Regions from separate parts of the Capra hircus genome. Here region 1 is linked to region 2. Evidence: chromatin contacts called from public Hi-C data. All regions are on one chromosome and are shown on one strand. Each heading gives the region's core, a stretch centred on a gene start, on an enhancer-like site or on the middle of the called end of the contact. The rest is flanking DNA. Distances are from core to core; before and after follow the strand shown.

What was found. Hi-C and Micro-C count contacts between places; a contact is called where the count stands out from the background.
Region 1: a contact with region 2 is called in a Hi-C map of blood, with 4 times the contacts expected there. The contact joins the enhancer-like site here to the promoter of FADS3 in region 2. A contact is called at or near these places in 4 of 5 Hi-C or Micro-C datasets (blood and liver).

The regions. Positions count from the first base shown.
Region 1 is chr29:40,918,199-40,920,898 of ARS1.2, reverse strand. No RefSeq gene overlaps it. Among named protein-coding and RNA genes, the nearest start is that of INCENP, 32 kb to the left of the region's middle. Within about 2 kb of position 1,413, at least 1 of the 5 cell types and tissues checked has an H3K27ac peak or open chromatin away from gene starts, as enhancers often do.
Region 2 is chr29:40,758,015-40,760,714 of ARS1.2, reverse strand. FADS3 (fatty acid desaturase 3) reads left to right here and starts at 1,446. Exons shown (of 12, transcript XM_018043057.1): 1 at 1,446-1,852. The coding sequence starts at 1,646.

The DNA of each region.
Region 1 (2,700 bases), core at 164-2,663, 160 kb before region 2:
ATTTTAGTTCTTTCCAATTTCAGTAACCACATGTGGCTACTGAATTGGGCAGTCAGCTCAGGTCTAGATATTTTTAAATGTCTATTTTTGTGTTGTACCACTAATATATGCACTAAAGAAGATGAGATGCATGTTAAATTCAAATTGGGGTGTATATACGTCTATATTTTCCCCTACTGATGTCAAATGTACTTTTAAATACACACATTTTTTCCTTTCCAAAAATGGAATCACACTTAACATATTGCTTTTAATGTTTTTAAAAAGTAATATACAGGGAGCATGTCCCCATGCCAGAACTTCATCTAATTTTTAATAGTTGGAACATCCTCTGTTGAGTGGCAAATAGCGGACAGTTACTATTCTAAGCACACTGGCCACGTTATCTCATGTGACCCTCCCCACCTTGTGAGGTAGATGTGACCCCATTTTGCATATATGTGCTCAGTTGCTTAGTCATTCTGACCCTTTGTGACCCCATGGACTATAGCTTGCCAGGCTCCTCTATCCATGGAATTTTCCAAGCAAGAATACTGAAGTGGGTTGCCATTTCCTCCTCCGAATTTTACAGATGACTTCTCTGAAATATGTAAAGATGAGCATGTACTTTGTGAAACTCAAGCAGAGGCAGTGGGGGAATCAGGGTTCTAAGGCCCCCAACCAGCTGTACTGACTTCCGAGCCTGCTTTTGAATCTCTCTGCTTCAAATAAAATTTTTAAAGTCGACATATAGTTCATTAACGATGTTGTGTTAGTTTCAAGTGTACCGCAAAGTGACTCAGATAGGTATAGTTATATTCTTTTTCAGATTATAGGTTATCACCAGATATTGAGTATGGTTCCTAGGTCTTTGTTTTCCACCTAGTAAATATATATTAGTGTGTATATCGGAGAAGGCAATGGCACCCCACTCCAGTACTCTTGCCTGGAAAATCCCATGGGCGGAGGAGCCTGGTGGGCTACTGCCTATGGGGTCGCACAGAGTCGGACACAACTGAAGCAACTTAGCAGCAGCAGCAGTGTGTATATGGTAATCTGAAACTCCTAATTTATCTCCCCTACCTAAACTAATTCAGCTTAAAATAAGCGTTGTTTTCTCCGTACCTCACTCTAATTTCCCCCAAATCTTTTTTTAGAAAAGTTAAACTCCTTACCGTAGGTTTATGCACATTACTCATTTTACCAACATCGTCCTCTTTGGGGTATTTTCCTCAGAGCTTGATGTAAGACCCCTAAAGAGACAGATGGCTCTCTGTTTAAAGTTAAGGTCTCTTTGGAAACGAGGCCACTCAGACTCTTCAGCTTCGCCCTTCCCCCTCCCCCTCTGCAGGTCTCTGCAAGGAGTCTGCTTCCTCTGGGGTTTCAGTTGACAACATCAGCTCTCTTATCCTTCAGCCAACCTTTCTGTAACTGATATCCCCTGTGGACAAGAGGGAGCAAAGCCTCAGGTCACTGTCAAAAGGACGGTAACCCTTGCTTCACTCAGAAGTGTGTGCTTGGGGGATGGAGTAACAGGGCCTCGGTTCTCATGAGGGTCGAGGGGAAGTCACTAACCAGCGCCATGCCCAAGACTTTTCCTAGGCTCTGCTGAGGTAAAATCAAGAGAAAAATAAAGCATGACACCATACGCCTTGTGCCCAGGAGCCCACTGGAAAGGAGGAAACGGGAGCAACCATCAGAGACACTGGTGCTGACTGCCAAGGAACTCCGTGCTCTCTTGCTTTCCACAGAATCTGATGAATACTCGGATTGTTTAGTGCAGAAAACACACACACCCCAAAGTCCTGGAAGTGGAGAGAGGTGATGTTTGCACAATATTGTGGCTCTGCTTGCTGTTCAGTCTCTAAATCATGTCGGACACTTTGCAATCCCATGGACTGCAGCACGTCAGGCTTCCCTGTCCCTCACTGTCTCCTGGAGTTTGTTCAAACTCATGTCCATTGAGTCAGTGAGGCTATCCAACCATCTCACCCTCTGCCACCCTCTTCTCTGTCGGCCTTCAGTTTTTCCCAGCATCAGGGTATTTTCCATTCAGTCAACTCTGCCTCAGGTGGCCAAAGTATTGGAGTTTCAGCTTCAGCATCAGTCCTTCTAGCGAATATTCAGGGTTGATTTCCTTTAGCATTGACTAGTTTGATCTCCTTGCTGTCCAAGGCTGTACTTAATGGCACTGAATTTTACATGAAGTGGTTCAAATGGTAAATTTTACATTATGTGGGTTTGATCACAATTAAAAAGAAAAATAAAAACCAGAAGCTCAGTTCAGTTCAGTCACTCAGTCGTGTCCGACTCTGACACCCCATGACTTGCATCACGCCTGGCCTCCCTGTCCATCACCAACTCCCGGAGTTCACTCAAACTCATGTCCATCGAGTCGGTGATGCCATCCAACCATCTCATCCTCTGTGGTCCCCTTCTCCTCCTGCCCCCAAACCCTCCCAGCATCAGGGTCTTTTCCAATGAATCAACTCAAAGTATTGGAGTTTCAGCTTTAACATCAGTCCTTCCAATGACCACCTAGGACTGATCTCCTTTAGAATGGACTGGCTGGATCTCCTTGCAGTCCAAGGGACTCTCAAGAGTCTTCTCCAACACCACAGTTCAAAAACATCAATTCTTCAGCTCTCACCTTTCTTCACAGTTCAACTCTCACATCCATACATGACCACAGGAAAAACCATAGCCTTGACTAGACGGACC
Region 2 (2,700 bases), core at 197-2,696:
GCTTCAGTAGAGACAGCTCAGGCAGCCCTCCGCCATGGTCTCTACAAGCTCTTACTGGTTGTCCTGGTAACCAAATGCAGGTGCTCTGGGTAACAAGGAGAATTCAGAGGCCTCTTCAAACCCTTCTTTGGACCCTGGCCAATCTGGTCCCACAAATATTACTGAGTGATTTCCTACCAAGTGTTAAATGAAAATAAAATGCTAGCACATCAGAAAACTACAGTTAGAGTTCTCAAAGTGTGTTCCCCAAACCAGGCATTGGCATCAGCATCACCTAAAAACTTGTTAAAATGCAATTCTCTGCCCCCCAAACCAGACCTGCTGAGCCCTGCTGGGGGCGGAGCCCAGCAGTCTGTGCCTCAACACACCCTCTGGTGGTATTGATGTGGCCTCAGCGCTGATACCTGCTGTCCTGCAGCATAAACCTCAGCCCGATTTCATGCCTTGTCAGGTGTGAATTCTTAACTTTTAGAAACAGATATCTTTGTCTCTGGGGCTTGCCAGATGGCTCAGTGGTAAACAATCTGCCTGGCATGCAAGAGAAACAGGTTCGATTCCTGGGTCAGGAGATCCCCCGGAGAAGGGCATGGTATCCTACCCCAGCATTCTTTCCTGGGAAATGCCACAGACAGAGGAGCCTGGTGGGCTACAGTCCTATGGGACTGAACAACAGTCGGACACGACTCAGCCACTAGACAAGGACAACAAAATCTTTTGTCTCTGACAAATGACAAAGTGTAGGGGAGCAACCTACACTCTGAAAAGGAATTTAAGTAAAAAATAGGCAAGTGTAGTATAAGCAGCAAGCCAGCCAGCTGAGCAGCCACATCTGGTGAATGACAGTACCCCACTCCCCACTCCGGGGCCCCTGCTCTGCCCGCGTGGCCATCCCGCGGCCTCCCCACCTCTGAATCTCCGGAGGCAGAAGACCACTGACCTCCACAGAGGGTCCCCCAAGGGGTGGGGGTGGTCAGGCCAGTAACAGCCCCGACCGAGAGACCTCGCTGAGCGGATGCTGGGGACCCCTGGTTCGAGAGCTCTTTACAGTCATCTCGAGGTAGTGTCCCTACCTCTAAGACCTCAGAATTTAACATTCCAGAGGGCGCGGCGGGAAGGCCATTCTTCGCAGACTCTTGTTCAGGGCCCCACCGGGCGCGGACCGGGCCCCCGAGGGCGCGGCGGCCGCCGGCTGCCGGCTTCACCTTCCTGCGGCCCCGCCCTCCCTGCCCCGCCCGGCACGAGCGGGGTTGCGCCGGTGCCCCCCACAGGCCGGGGTGTGGTGGCCGCGGAGCCCCGCGGGCGGGGCGCGCCCGCCTCGACGCCGCCCTCCCCGCCGGCCCAGCCGGCCCCGCCGGCGAGCGGCGCAACCAATGGGGGCCGAGCCGCTGCGCGGGGATTGGGGCGGCGGCGGCGGGGGCCGGGGCGCGGGGAGGGGGTGAGGCGAGCGCTGTCAGCGCGGTTATAAGGCAGGGAAAAGTTGCCCGCGGACAGCCGGGCCGGCGCACGCTCGTACGGAGGCCGCAGCGGCAGGGCGGGGCCGCGGAGCAGCGGGTGGCGGCGGAGGCAGTCTCCGATCGCTGCCTCGCTCCCCTCGGGGTCTCTGCTCGGCGAGGTCCCGGGTTCGCGAGGACTTTTGCGAGCAGCCATGGGCGGCGTCGGGGAGCCAGACTGGGAACCTGCGCAGCGGGGGGCGCCGCTGCCCACCCTCCGCTGGGAGCAGGTCCGCCGGCACAACCTGCCAGGCGACAAGTGGCTGGTGATTGAGCGTCGCGTCTACGACATCAGCCGCTGGGCACAGCGACACCCGGGGGGCAGCCGCCTCATCGGCCACCACGGCGCCGAGGACGCCACGGTAAGGCCGCCCACCGCCGGCCGGGTGGAGCCCCGGTGCTCGGCTGGGGCCTGGTCGCTGGGCACCATTCCCTGCTCCACCGCGGGTGGGAGCGGCGCGGGGTGGGAGCCGGGTGGGTGCTTAGCATCCTTCCTACTCGCGCTGACCTTTGACCTCCATGACGGGGGACCCAGAGTTGGGAGGGACTGACGGGGGCCTGATGTAGAGTGAGAAGACCACAGCCTGGCGAAAGCAGTCCTGGGGCTGAGCTGCAGCAGATGTCTGTGGGAGGAAGGGGGGTCTCAGAGGTGGGTGTGTCCGGGCAGAGAGCGCTGGCCCTAGGTGAGGGCACTCCCTGGTGCTCTGGTGTTCCTCCTCTGGTTCTGGGTCCCCCCAGAGAGGGGTCTTCATGCTGGGTGCTTGCTGGATGCCAGAGGTAGGGCGGGTTCCCTAGGGGCTGGCAAGGATGTGCCCTCAGAGGCTGGAGGCAGGGCAGCAGAGCCTGGGCAGGGCCTAGAGGTCTGTGGCTTTCCCAGGAACTGCTGTGAATGGCTCTGAGGGGCAGTGACTCACCTCTCCTGGGCTAGCAGCTGCGTGTGGGAGAATTTTGCCAGTCAGGCTGGGTGGGCCTCTTCGGAAAGCACAGTCACCCCAGGAACACTCGGGCTCCTGTGGACCCCAGCTTCCCCTCCGCAGCTATGTCAAGACATTTTGATCAAGGAGGAATGTGGCCTGTCCATTGGGACCATTTGGCAGAGGAGCCATCAGGGTGAGACTCCTCACCAGCCCCTTTTTCCACAGACCGCCCCCCCCCACCCCGCCCCCAGCCAAACAATAGGACTTGGGGCCATGAGGCTCTGTCCTTGACC